2 separate regions of the Mus musculus genome follow, and region 1 is linked to region 2. A link is a contact called in public HiChIP or PLAC-seq data. All regions are on one chromosome and are shown on one strand. Each heading gives the region's core, a stretch centred on a gene start, on an enhancer-like site or on the middle of the called end of the contact. The rest is flanking DNA. Distances are from core to core; before and after follow the strand shown.

What was found. HiChIP or PLAC-seq counts read pairs in DNA pulled down with a chosen protein or histone mark.
Region 1: a contact with region 2 is called in an H3K4me3 HiChIP or PLAC-seq map of embryonic stem cells, with 26 read pairs. The contact joins the promoter of Spr here to the enhancer-like site in region 2. A contact is called at or near these places in 2 of 15 datasets of contacts at CTCF or cohesin (CD8 T cells and the NIH/3T3 cell line), 5 of 484 Hi-C or Micro-C datasets (the HL-1 cell line, LSK cells, double positive thymocytes and 2 more), 3 of 115 datasets of contacts at active chromatin or transcription factors (embryonic stem cells and pancreatic cancer cells) and 1 of 9 other capture datasets (adipose tissue).

Annotation. Positions count from the first base shown.
Region 1 is chr6:85,134,391-85,141,264 of GRCm38.p6, reverse strand. Spr (sepiapterin reductase) reads left to right here and starts at 3,501. Exons shown (of 3, transcript NM_011467.2): 1 at 3,501-3,826; 2 at 4,152-4,442. The coding sequence starts at 3,520. It overlaps Gm10444 (a long non-coding RNA gene), which reads right to left and starts at 3,331. Exons shown (of 3, transcript XR_001785286.2): 1 at 2,838-3,331; 2 at 642-1,205.
Region 2 is chr6:85,080,641-85,088,255 of GRCm38.p6, reverse strand. No RefSeq gene overlaps it. Among named protein-coding and RNA genes, the nearest start is that of Exoc6b, 15 kb to the right of the region's middle. Within about 2 kb of position 3,760, at least 5 of the 459 cell types and tissues checked have an H3K27ac peak or open chromatin away from gene starts, as enhancers often do. A contact at or near this core is called in embryonic stem cells, where this site is marked.

The DNA of each region.
Region 1 (6,874 bases), core at 2,252-4,751, 53 kb before region 2:
GAGGAAGGTTTGGAGAGCATGGAGACACCACCCTTTGCCAATAAGAAGGTTGCTGCAACCAGTCAGAAACTGATGTTCTACTGCCCCCTTTTGGCCGTTCTACAGCAGCACCGCGTCAGTCAGTGCACCTGGTTTGCTGGAGTCCCTGCTTCAACTCATACCAACAATGGGTGGGAGGTGGGGGATGGGGGAGTGCACTGGAACGCCTACCTAATATGATATTGTCCTTCCTTTTTCTCATGCACACCATAATAAGGGAACAAAACTCCTTCCATTCCTGGGCTGCCTTGGAATGTCCGTGGAAGAAGTTGCATAGACACACTGTTTGCTCTTCCTGGCCCTCAATTGGCTGGGCTGCAAGTCAAGAGTGTGACATCTGCAGCCTGGGTGAGACTGAGTAGCACAAGAAGGCTGGGACAATGACTTCCTGTGCAAACAATACCTGCTTCCCATGTGAGGTCTGAGTTTATTCCCCCAGACTGCGAGGGGAGAGGCAGCATGCTGAATAAAGCTTGTCACCTAGAACTTTGACATGGAGACAGACATACCTCCCCTTTTTTTTATTTTTATTTTTTGAGACAGTCTTTCTATACTGAGCCCTGACTAACTCACTCTGTAGACCAGGCTTTCCCAGAACTCACCGAGATCCTCCTCTTCCTCCTGATTAAAGGCGTGTGCCACCATCATCCGGCTAGGCAGGTGCATTTCAACCTCAATGGCTTTGCAAAAGCCTGTGTCCAAAAGTCCAGGTGTCCAGCACCTGTGAAATGGCATTTGAGCCTGAAGTACATGTGTCGGCACACACTATGTATACATAAAGTTGAGCACACACATGCATGTGCACAAGGACACAGATTAAATATATCATGTGGGAGTGCACTTGCATTATCCTAAATATAGCGATGAAGTCCATGGTCGACTTCAGCCCCAGGTGGCCCTTTGCAAGGCCTGACCTCCTTTCTGCAGGAGCATCCTGGTAGGTAAGACTTAGAAGACTCAGGCAGGGTGATAATGCTGAGAACTCCAGGAAGTTCTTCCATGGATGCTGGATGGTTTGGGGGAGTCTCATTGCTACAGAGTAGGTTCCAATTGGTGGCCTGGCAATGAGATCCCAGCTTTGTCAACCCTGTGGGTCACCTGGATGTCTCACTTCCATGCAGCATGGGACCAGGCACCTCAGAGAAGCCAAGGCAGATGGCCCTGCACTGGGGCAAAAAGAAGGCCATGTGTATCAATTTCTAACATTAACAACCCCCCACCCCTTAATCATTGCATCTTTCTTATATATTGGAAGTAAAATCACATTGTTAAATGGGCTTTTTGTTATATTGTTTTGTTTTGATCCTCCTGAAATTACTGAAATTACAAGCAGCATCACCAAACTCTACCATTTTGTTTTATTGTTTAAAAGATGAAACTGGGGCTGGAGAGATATGGGAGTAGTTAAGAACAGCAGGCTACTCCTCAAGAGGATTGGTTTTAATTCCCACTAGCCACATAGCAGACTGTGTCTGCAGTCCCTGGGGAAGCAGAGGCCCTCTTCTGGCCACCACTTTGCATTGCACACATGTCGTGCACAGACATACATGCAGGCTAAAACCCATATACATAAAAAACAAACAAACAAACAAATAAAAAGATGTTAAAAAGATACTTAAAAAAAAAGAGATATAAGGCCTGAAGAGATGGCTCAGCGGTTAAGAGCACTGACTGCTCTTCCAGAGGTCCTGAGTTCAATTCCCAGCAACCACATGGTGGCTCATAGCCATCTGTAATGGGATCTGATACCCTCTTCTGGTATGTCTGAAGAAAGGGACAGTGTACTCACATACATTAAATAAATAAATGATTTTTTTTAAAGGAGAGATGTAAACAGGACCCTGTATGCTTACTTTGGTTTAAAAAAATTCTTCTTTTCCTGGCTTTGTCTGTATGTCTGTGTGTGCTTATTCCTTTGTCAGTGGATGAGTTGGAGGTGGAGGCCAGAGGACAATGTGTATAGTTCTTTATGCCTGTCCATCTTTCAAAAAGTTTTGCTTTTGTTTTTTGTTTTTTAATTTTGTTTTTTGTTTTTGAGACAGCGTTTCTCATTGTGTAGCCCTGCCTGGCCTGGAACTCACTCTGTAGACCAGACTGGCCTCAAGCTCGGAGTCTCCTACTGCTGTATCCAGACTGCTGGGATTAAAGGTTTCATTGCAGCCACGTGGCTCAGAAAGGGTTTCATTGTGTAGCCCTGGCTGTCTGTCCTAGAACTGGCTTTGTAAACCAGGCTGATGCAAACTTACAGAAATCCTCCTGCCTCTGCCTCTACCTCCTGTGTGCTAGGAGCACCACCATTGCCTGGTCACACTTAGTGTTTTTAATGTCGGTTCTGGGGTTCAAACTCAGCATGATGGCCTTGAACTCACTATGTCTGTTGAAGATCCTTCAACTACTTTGGAAATAAGATAACAAATCCAATAGATTAGTGGTAAGTAAGTAGTTTTAAATATACAGTTCTGCTGAAAGGGAACTTTGGCATAGAGAAAAGGCATTAATGACGTGTTGATTTGGCACAAGACAGTGTTTTTTAAAAACCTATAGAGAGACATTCCGGCTCTCTTCTCATATAGGCCTACAGGATTTGCATCGCTCTAGGTCCCCTATTTCGTTGGCCTAGGACAAAAGCCTCATTCAATTTAAAAAAAAAAAATTGGAACTTGAGAATGGCCCCTACTGATTGCTGGTTTCCCAATCTGACCAGGCTAAGTGACTAGTCCTACCACTTGAACTTTCTGAAACAAAGAGGAGCTAGCCGCTGGCCTGCCTGCCTGTAATTCCGATGGACTCTAGCTCACCTCAGACTAAAAATGGATCAAAGCAATCTCTATGTCTTTCTCTGCTGTCCTCCTCAGACATCTCCAGAGAGCTGGGATATTTTTCTTTCCCATTTGAGATTATGAAGTTGTTTCTAGAGTGCATGACGCAGGTTGAAGGATAAGTACACAGGTCCCAAGGAACCAAGCGTTTTCACTGACGGTGATGAGTCTTGTTCGTGAGATTGTTGTGATTCTCAGCCTTTCTCTTCCCCTGTGTGTGCTCTTCATTTTCTGGTTCTGTCTGCCTAGCACCTCCTGGGGAAGCTGCTGTGCTTTTCCAGAGAAGGCTTCTGTTAATCAGAGTGCAAAGGGACCACAAGCTCTACACACTTCATCCAAGGCTGTCACTGGTCTCTAACTGGTATGTCCTGTATGGATAAAGACAAACCTTAACCCTGGAGGAGGAAGCTGATCCTGGAACAGGGTGGAAATTGAGAACGCGCCTCTCAGAAAGGGGCTGAGTTTGTGGGAGTGGCGCTCAAGGGGAACCCGGAAGCGCTGGGAAGGGGATTAGGATTTCCTGCCGAGGCCCGGCTGCCTGGCTTTTTTTTCCCCCGCCCAAACACCAGTGGATTCTGGCCCGAACTTCCGCCGTCCCAAGCCAAGAATAGGCTCCGCCCCGTCCTGGTTCAGTAGCTGCGCATGAGTCTGAGTTCCAGGCATGGAGGCAGGCGGGCTGGGCTGCGCTGTGTGCGTGTTGACCGGGGCCTCCCGGGGCTTTGGTCGCGCCCTGGCCCCGCAGCTGGCCCGGTTGCTGTCTCCCGGTTCCGTGATGCTCGTAAGCGCACGCAGTGAGTCGATGCTGCGGCAACTGAAGGAGGAGCTGGGCGCTCAGCAGCCTGACCTGAAAGTGGTGCTGGCAGCCGCCGATCTGGGCACCGAGGCTGGCGTGCAGCGGTTGCTGAGCGCAGTACGCGAGCTCCCGAGGCCCGAGGGGCTGCAGCGCCTGCTGCTCATCAACAACGCAGGTGAGAGTCCCGTCCAGACCCCGGCTGCGAGCTCTTACCTCATAGGCTTTTGGGTAGGTGAAGGGCAAGTCCCTAAAAGTCCAAAGTCCAAGAGGAGGGAGGGTGTATCAGTGTCACTACGGGGCGACAGTGCCTCCTGGCGGATGTGTGAGTCAAGACTTTTTGAACAAATCACTCTGCTTTACTACAGTATTCTTTGCTTGCATTAGGGGTGTCTGCAGAGCTGGGGCAGAGAGATAGCCTATGAGGAGGAACTGTGGAAGGCTGAGGGAGAAGAGTGCCCCAGTTGTGTCATTTCTTTGGTCCCGTTTTTTTTTTTTTTCAGCCACTCTTGGGGATGTTTCCAAAGGCTTCCTCAACGTGAATGACCTAGCTGAGGTGAACAACTACTGGGCTCTGAACCTGACCTCCATGCTCTGTTTGACTTCCGGCACCTTGAATGCCTTCCAGGATAGCCCTGGCCTGAGCAAGACTGTGGTTAACATCTCATCTCTGTGTGCCCTGCAGCCCTACAAAGGCTGGGGTCTGTACTGTGCGGGGAAGGCTGCCCGAGACATGCTCTACCAGGTCCTGGCTGCTGAGGAACCGAGTGTGCGGGTGCTGAGCTATGCTCCAGGTAGGTGGGTGCTCCTGACAGTGCTGTCCCTAGACTTAGCTGGTACCTTTCTGGGGGCTAGGCAAGGAGGGGAACCTGATCTATATTCTCCATAAAGAATCCAAAGACACCTTATATGCCCCAGTATAGGGGAATGCCAGGGCCAAGAAGCAGGAGTGGGTGGGTAGGGGAGCAGGGCGGAGGGAGGGTATAGGGAACTTTCGGGATAGCATTTGAAATGTGTATAAAGAAAATATCTAATAAAAAATAAATTTAAAAAATGTGACACACACACACACACAAAGAATCCAAAGACTATCGGGCCCCTACTACCTCTGGTAATGACTCCTCACTTCGTAAGAAAAATACAGACTCCCAAGACGTTGGAGCAGTCAGGGGCCGAGGTACTCAGCCTCAGGACTTGTCCGATTAGCAGGTGGGATAAACATCCAGACACATAAAATGCATTAAGACTAAAACTGAAAAAAACAAAATGCCTTTATATGTTCAGCTGTCTGCTTTTGTCCCTCAAGGGACACATACTGTTCCTCCATGTGTGCCCGACACCCAATAAAGCTGTATGGAGGATGGACACATGGAATGTTCAAAGACAAGCAAAGAGATAGTGGTGAGTGGTGAGCACCTCAGGCTGAGCCGTGCTGGACGCTGAGTGGAATGCAGAGGGTGCTAGCATGGAGAAGACAGGGCCGCTGTTCTTATGGACATTTAGGGTACGAGGACTTCTGAGACCTTGTCTTGTCCCTCTAGCCTATTAAGATGCCACTGTGCCTTTCTTCTAAACTTGTGATTTCTGCTTAAAAGGTAGCAACATGTAATAGAATGAGCAGCTAAGGGGTGAGATCCAATTGTCTGTACCTCTTTGGACTAGGACAGGATTCTGGAGACACAGGCAAAATGGTCTGTCTAACGCTGGAGGGAGGCAGGACCAGGATCCAAGTTTGCCTCTAACTTCTTGATCTATACTATGTTTCCTCATCTCATGTAGCACCTGCCCTATGCACACATGCAAGATATTTCTTGTTCCAATATCCAGCTCACCTGCTCTGAGCTCAGCCTAGGCGCCTTCAGACAGCAGCGATCACGTGTAAACCACAGCCAGGAGGGGAGCCAGTTCCAGAAGGGCCCAGAGCTAAGTTAGCTCTCTGGAGGCTGCCTCAGTTTTCATGGAGGAACTGAGAACCTCCCCCTGAGCCTGGAGACAACAGGGCCAGCCTAGTTCTCATTTCAGTCTCTGGAAGAATCTTCTAACAGGTTACAAAGATGGAGATGTCTGTTAGGAAAGAGAGCAAGCCTCTGCCCAGTGGTGCTCAAGGAGATAAAACGGGGCAAGGCAGAACAGCTGAGAACTGAGCAGAAGCTCAAAGCCAGCCCTGAGGACACAGCAAGTCAGAGCCTGCACGGGCTCCAAGAGAGTCTCAAAACACAAGAGAGCGAGAGGAACAGGGGAGGGTCTGGCTGAAGGACTTCCAAATGTTAGCCAAGTGCTCTTCCAGGCCTTGTGATTTTTCTGCCCCTAAAACGCCATTAAATTTTGGGAGGTTTCACAATTCCATAAGCAAACAGGAGACATTTTCCAGAAATGCAAGTAAGAGTGACAAAGCTTGTTAGAAAGTGACAGGTCTGTCTCTCTCTCTCTCTCTCTCTCTCTCTCTCTCTCTCTCTCTCTCCCTCCCTCCCACCCCGGCTCACTCCCTCTGTGTGTGTTGTGTGTGTGTGTGTGTGTGTGTGTGTGTGTGTGTGTTTTGCTTGAACAGTGGTTATCACATGTATGCAGTACCTGCACAGGCCAGATGAGGACAACACATCGTGTTTAACTGGAGTCACAAATACTTGTCAGTTGCCTAGTTGGGACTGGGACTCAAACCCCAGTTCTCTGCAAGAACAGGAGCTGCTCTTAGCAGGGAGCCGTCTATCTCTCTATCCCATACACTCAGCTTTTTACTGGGGATTTGAACTCAGGTCCTCAGGCTTGTACAGGAAGCACTAGAGCAACTAAGCAGCCCATCCAGGGGTTTGGGGAAGCTCTGCAGGCCCAGAAAAGTGCAGCCAGATGAATTTATCAGAAGTCTAAGAGGAGGTCTTGAAGTAAGGAGAAAACCAAGGTTGTGACACGCACCTAACTGCTTGTCAGGGTTTGAAGATGCTGAAGGTCTCACCTGCCCCCTGGTTGGCTGTAGGTGGAGTGGGGAACCTGCAAGGTTACCTATCTGTTAGTACAATGGGAAGTCAGCAAGCGGTGTTACCTAGACAACAGAGGATGACTTGATTTTACACAATGCTTAATAGACTTAGCTTTGAACCCAAAGCTCAGTCATAACGTGGTATGGCAGTCCTCACCTGCAGTCCAAGCACTGGAGGACTAAAGTAGGAGGGTCCCCAAGTTCAAGAATACAGAGAGAAAACATAACTGAAAAAAAGAAAGACGTTTAACA
Region 2 (7,615 bases), core at 2,511-5,010:
GTACAATAACCACTTTCCCCTTAATCATATCAGAATGGTCATGAGTGTTTTACCTGCATGTATGTGTATGTCCTTGCCTCGTGCCTGTGAAGACCAGAAGAAAGTGCCAGATTCCCTGGAACTGGAATTACAGATGATCGTGAGCTATCATGTAGATTCTGAGAATTGTGCCTAGGTCCTCTGCAAGAGTGGAGCAAATGTATTTAATGATTGAGCCTTCTCTCCCAGTTCCAAAGCACCAGATATTTCTATATAGGTTTTGATCACTTACTGTTTTTAAATACTATTTTTTTTTTCAGGTTTAATAGAAAAGCACTAAGATAGATTTTAAATGAAACGCTCCGTAGTCACCCTTGCCATTTGTAGTGGGAGGCAGCCAACTTTTAAAGGGAGGAATCACTGAGCTCATTGCTTTAGCGATTGTTCAAGATATGACATCAAGTTATAACTAGAGTTGCTTTGTGCCTGATTGGCAGGCCCTTGATCTTATCATACCGCCCAACCTTAGAGTTACCATGCAGTAGGAGTTTAGCTGCTTAGCGAAGTTACAACATGAGTTATAAGTATATGACTCTGGTTCCCTTAAGCCAGGGATGGAAGAAGCCGGGGAGGAGCATGGCTAATCCCCTCTGTAGCTGCAGACATAGCACTTACTTAGGAATTTTCATGTGTTCAGCATCTGGCTGCTCCCATAATAACCTGTCCTGTTGGGGTTTTATGGAGGCTTTATTGCATCAGTGTGAGTCACTGCATCATTGCTTGCTACAGAAGATCAACTTGTTCTTAGACCTTTGCCTGCTCCCCTGGAATTGGCCGAAAGTCCTAGCTCTGATTTACCTCAAGTAGCCCCATCCCAAAGCTGTATAAGGCTGCTAGTCCTTAGGGGAAAAGCATACCCAAAGACACATCTCTACAGATTCTAGGAAATGGAGCAGTAATTAGAGCAGAGAAATATTTGGTAATGTCAGAAAGCACTTTGAATTTCCAGCATGAAACAGGGACAGCCTTGTGAAGGTCAGATACTGGAAAAGTTGAAGAGATGCCCTAATTTCTTCCTGCTCAACTTTTCCCTCTTACAGTCCGACAAAGATCACTAGGGAACTTTTTTTTTTTTTTTAATCCCCTGTGTTTCCCAATTTAGACTGGTGTGTCAGAAATTCCAGGCAGTTTGTTAGTGGAGCAAAGTCCTGAGTGGAGCTTATAATTTTAGGGAAGTCAGGGTGAGGCAGAGAAAAATTGCCCATATACAGGAAAAGATTCTAAGGGAGGAATAGACTCTTTATATTCTAATCGTGAAAATTGTCTCAGGCAACCACAGAACCCAAGACAACAGGGGTGATGTCAGTGTGAGTGGAGACTCGGGGACCAGGCATAGCAGCAGGTGACATCACCACCCAGGAGACCCAATGAGGTCAGACTCTAGGGAGGTTTCTTCATAGTCCCCAACCATGCTAGAGCAGCAAACACAGCAAGAAGGCCCAGAGTTCCCCTCAGGGTTCACTGTATTCTTTCCAGTGCCTCCAGCCCGCACAGTCCCTTCCCAACTGAGAGAAGAGCCAGAGGGAAGGGTATCAATGACCCAGGGCACTTATAGCTTGTTGGGAGGTATATGTTTCCTATAGAAACTCATTTACTAGAGCTAGAAGTGGTGTCTTGCTCAACAGAGCAGGAGATAGAAACTGCTCACTCAGGTAGGGCAGGGATCCCAAAGAAGCAGTTCTCAGATTATCTTTGATGGAGGCCAGAATGCCAGAAGAGAGCTCCTGTTTCTTTGTTATCTCCTGAATAAGCACCTCTGTCTAGAGGTTGTCTGTGACTGAGTGACTGACATTGGAAACCTGATTCGAGCCATCTGAATTGACCAGCAACTCCCCCATCCACCTCCCCCACAGCTAACCTTACTGTCTTAGGGTCACTATGCTGTGATGAAACACTATCACCAAAGTAACTTAGGGAGGGAAAGATTTGTTTGGCTTATGCTTCCATATTACTTTATCATTGAAGGATGTCATGATAGGGACCCAAACAAGACCTGAAGGCAGGAAGTGATATAAGAAGGAGTGTAGCCTCTGTACATCTCTCCCATCTCCTCCCACATTTGATCCTGCCCCTCCTTTTCCTCTCCCTCTCTTCTCTTCCTCTTAAGTCTCTATTTAAGTCTCTATCTCCTGTGATTGTTTTGTTTCCCCTTCTAAGTAGGACTGAAGCATCCACACCTTGGTCCTCCTTCTTCTCCAGCCTCATATGGTCTGTAAGTTGCATTGTGGGTACTTTGAGCCTTTTTCCTAATATCCACTTATCAGGGAGTACATACCATGTGTTCTTTTGTGACTGGGTTACCTCATTCAGGATGATATTTTCTCAGGAAATTGAACAGAGCTGTGTAACCATGGGGGATGGGGAACAGGGGTAGTGAACAGAAAGTTCCAGATAGGGGCTGGTGAGATGGCTCAGTGGGTAAGAGCACCCGACTGCTCTTCCGAAGGTTCGGAGTTCAAATCCCAGCAACCACATGGTGGCTCACAACCATCCGTAACAAGATCTGACTCCCTCTTCTGGGTTGTCTGAAGACAGCTACAGTGTACTTACATATAATAAATAAATGAATCTTAAAAAAAAAAAAAAGAAAGTCCCAAATGCCAGGAAAGCAAGAGGCTCCCAAGACCCAACGGGGATGACATTAGCTGAAATACTCAACAAAGAGGAGAGAGAACCTGTAAAGAACATATGGAGAGGTTAGACATGACACCTGGTTGTAGAATGGGGCCACCCACCCTTATCAAAAATTTTAACCCAGAATTGCTCCTGTCTAAAGGAAACACAGGGACAAAGAGTGGAGGAGCAGAGACTGAAGGAAGGACCATCCAGAGACTGTCCCACCTGGGGATCCATCCCATCTTCAGACACCAAACCCAGTCACTATTGCTGATGCCAAGAAGTGCCTGATATAAATGTCTCCTGAGGGGCTCTGCCAGAGCCTTTCCAGATGTGAATGCTCGCAGCCTACCATTGGACTGAGCATGGGGACCTCAATGAAGGAATGAGGAAAAGGGCTGAAGGACTGAAGGGACTTAAAACCCCATAGGAAGAACAGCAGTAAAAACCAACCAGACCCTTCAGAGCTCCCAGGAACTAAACCACCAACCAAAGACTACACATGGAGGGCCATGGCTCCAGCTGCATATGGAGCAGAGGATGGCCTTATTTAGCATCACTGGGAAGGGAGGCCCTTGTTCCTGATGCCCCATCATAGGGGAATGCTATGGTGGTGAGGCAGAAGTGGGTGGGTAGGTGGGGGAGCACCTTCATTGAAGCAGTGGGGAGGGGTTGGCATAGGAGGTTTGCAAAGGGAAAACTGGGAAGGGGGATAACATTTGAAATGTAAATAAATAAAATAACCAATAAAATATTTTTTAAAAAGGGGCGAGGCTTACTAGCTTGCTCCCCACAGATTTCTCAGCCTGCTTTCTTATAGCACACTAGCCCAAGGGTGGCAACAACCATAATGGGGTGGTAATTCTTGCCACACCAATCACTAAGAAAACCTACAACCCAATCTTTTGGAAAAATGTTCTCAGTTGAGGTTTGTAGGGTTATCAGTCCAGCGTCTACTCCGCCACAGGGCTCAACCACTCTGGGAGGCAGGATGTGGAAAGTTGACCGAGCTTACACTCTGGGCAGGCCGCTGTTGTGCCCTAGGGAAGCCCTGGGACACCGCTCCACCATTGGGGAAGCGCAGTCTGAGGCCAGGACAGCCAGAGCTGGTTTTGGGGTATCTGGGCCTGTAATGAGGCTGGGTCTGTCTGGTTCTCAGGCTCTCGGACACCCAAGCGCCACTGGATCCTGCGGAAGAGCAGAGAATGGAGTCGGGGCCTGCCGACTGGATCTAGCCTGGGGCTGAGGGGGAAAAGAGGGGAGCAGTCCTGGACTTGGTGCCTGCCATGGGAGCACAGAGACCTTCTACGGAAGATTAGACAGCAGCTCTGTAGTAGAAGGTCTTCTTCATGGCTTCCCACGGCTAATTCCAATGAAAAGAGGCAGTCCATGGTTTTAAGACATTTACTTTGTTATGGTGGAAAATGGATGAGTGAAACCATACCCCACTTCTCAGGGTGGGCCTGAGGTTAAATACCTTTTGCAGGGAGGAGTGTCTGGGAGAAAGCTTATTGGCCTTTATGTACCTCATTAAAATGGTGATCTGTCTTGAGTCTATGTGACCACTGGTCACATCCTCCACCTGTGAAGGGGCTTGGGGCATTGCCCTTATGTGATTAAAGGCCATAAATCTATGGATTTTTGTCACTAGCTGCGGCTAGTGACAGAGGTCTGGTGCCTGGGAATCAGGAAAAGTGCCTACCATCCCTTCTGGGCCACCAGGGCTTCTAGCCTTAGCTCAACTGGGAACCAGGCTACCCTTCACGGTTCCACAGAGGTTTCCTTCTCTTAGATGACTTTAGCTTGTGTCAAGTTGACATAAAACTAGCCACCATACCCAGTTTTTTCCATATGTAGTTTAAAAAGCCCCTAGACCAGTAAATTGATCGGATCCTATTCTCTGAGTGTCCTCTGTGGTGGTTTGAACAGGAACGATCCCCATAGACTGATGTGTTTGAATGCTTGACACTTGGGGAGTAGCACTATTAGGAGGTGCGCCTTGTTGGAGGAAGTGTGTCACTGTGGTGGCAGGCTTTTAGGTCTCAGAAGCTCAAGTCAGTCTTCTGCTACCTTCCCATCAAGATCAGGATCTCAGCTCCTTTTCCAGCACCATGTCTGCCTGGCACAAAGCCATGTTTCCTGCCACGATAATAATGGACGAATCTCGGAAACTGTAAGCCAGCTCTAAGTGTTTTCCTTTATAAGCATTGCTGTGGTCTTGGTGTCTCTTCCCAGCAGTAAAATCCTAAGATACCCTCCCACTCAACTGTAGCTCTGGTGTGCTTTCTTTCCCCTCTTCTCCTACACCCTCCCCATTTAAGTGACCACCTATAAAACTCTATCTTATAAAATTCCCCTCTAAAACTCATCCTATGTGGTCCCCGAATTTCATAATTCTTGAGACAAGAATCTGAAAGCACTGACTCAGGATGGTTTTGGTAGTTGCTGAGTTTCTGAAATTCTGTGAAAGGTTCCATCACTCTCTAAGACATCCCAATATTCCCGTATCAACATGTACATAATCCCAGCACTGGAGGTAGAGGCAATAGAATCAGTCGTCAAGGTCATCCTGGGCTGGATAGTGAGTTTGAGGCCAGCCAGTTTTTGACCATGTCTTTTTTTTTTTTTTTTTTTTAAAGAAAATGTTGACAGAGGTTGGAAAGATAGCTAAGATAACGTATGTTAAGAGCATGTACTGCTTTTTCAGAGGACCCAAGTTCAGTTCCCAATATCCAGATTGGATGCCTTACAACTGCCTGAAATTCCAACTCCAGGGTCAAGAGTGGAATTGAGAGCAAGATGAAGAAGAGATGGTGTGGGGCTTGTAGGTTTGTAGTGAAGGTCAGTTATTCCAAGTTATTATGTCACTTAAAAGCCCTTTGTCAAAGTGTTAGAGCCAAGCAGGTGAATGGTGATATTAAGATCAACATTTTCCCTAAGTACTTTGTTTCTAATGATCACTATATCCCTATGAGGTAGATACCATTATCAACCTCATAAAATGGGAGAGGAAGCTAGTTAGGGATTTATTACCCAACCACAGGACTAGAACCATGATCACTAGTACTGTCAACTGAACAACTAGAAGGTAAACCTTGAGAATATCTGTGAAAGGACTAGCCTCTAGAAATATCTGTGAGGGATTGCCTTGATTAGGTAAACTGATGTGGGAAGACTCATTAATTTGGGGTGGGACCATTATCCTGGACTACACAAAATGGAGAGGGCAAGCTGAGCCCAAGCAAACACATGTTCTATTCTTCTTTTTCTAATTGCAGGTGTCATGTGACCAGTCACTGTAAACTTCCATTGCCTTGACTCCCTATCCCAAGTTCTCTGTCATCATGGACTGTAACCTGGAACCAGGAGCTGGAATAAGCCCTTTTCCCTTAAGTTGCTTTTGTCAGTATATTCTACCATAGCAACTGATAGAGAAACAAGATAAGGGCGTAGTAGACCAAATCTAGAGTGCTTGACACCAATCTTTGTGCTCTTAGCTCCTCTGCAGTGAAGGGCAGAGCTGATTGATCTAAGGGGTGAGACAGTGACAGTGAAAGTGTCACACAGGACTTTCTGGGTGTACACAAGAGGCTAAGCCAAGAGGGAAAATTAGATCATAGGAAAAGACACCCGGAGGAGAGGGTGACTCTGGAGAGGAGTCTTACAGAATGAGGATAGAATGAACAGTAGCAAAGCAACGTCAAGAAGAGAGGCTGAGGCTGAGTGGATGGATCAGTGGTTAAGAACATATTCTGCTCTTGCAGAGGACTGAGTTGGTTCCCAGAACCCGCATTGGATGCCTCACTTTAGCTCCAGGGGGTGAAGGCTGGAAGCATGCCTCTGGATGGGCACCTGGAAAGTTTTAAGATCATCTTGGCAAAGTTGATTCATGGGAGTGATTTTTTTTTTCCTTCTTCCTGGAGACTGAACACAGTACTTTGGTGTGCTAAATGCACTGTACCACGGAGTTATATCTTTCACCCATTATTTCTAATTCTTAAAACTCCGAAAGCTATTGATGCTTGACAAGCTATTGGTGCTCGAGAATGAAGACACTTTTCTCAATTCACATGTGTGAGACTTAGGAAGCTAGACACTCACTGGTCATTCATTGTTAGATCTCAAAGAAACCTGGGACAAATGGCTAACTGAGGTGCCTACTTAACACAGCAAAGTGGGCACTGGTCACTAGTCTTTTTCAGCATCACAAGCACCCATTACACAGTCCTGGCTCCTCTCAGCACTTCTCACCACCTCCCCCACTCCAAACCCCTTCAGCTTCCACCCGCCCCCCTTGGCTTCCCTTTCCCCAGTGTCTGATGCCTATATAACTCAGCGATTTTGGCTATGTGCTCTCTTAGTTCTTCTCCTGGTTCTTGGTTTTTGTCTCTGTCCATTCACCCTCTTTCCTCGTCCCTCTTTCTTATCTTCCTCTCTAGATCTTTCACCTCCCCTCCTCTCATGGCCCAGTTCAGTTGGCTGACCAGGTTCAGTCTAGATTCTTCCAGGTGCCTCTGGCTGTTCTCTCCCTCATAGCTATGATAAACCTCTTCTCCTCAACCATAGGAGCAGCCATGTCCTCATTTTCATTCGGTCACCAGAAGTGAGATTGAGACAGTGACCCCTGAGCTCATTCTTTCATGCTAATGAAGATTAAAGACATGGAGCTAAGTGAGGTGAGTGCAAAGCCTTATTATAGGTACATTACAGGAAAAGTGGAGCCCCCCCGACAATGGGAGAAGTTCTAAGAGGAGAAAACCCGCTGAGGTCTTTTTTTTTTTTTTTTTTTTTTTAAACAGGACTTATGACAGAAACTGAACAAAGATTCAGGTGATTTTGGTAGAAACTGGTTAACTCTCTGGGCTCCTCATAAGCCTATTCAAAGCAGGGCCTAAGGCTCTGTTCATGTTTCTCTGGCCCAGCTAGGTAGATGATCCCATGCTGCTCAATCAGTATGGGA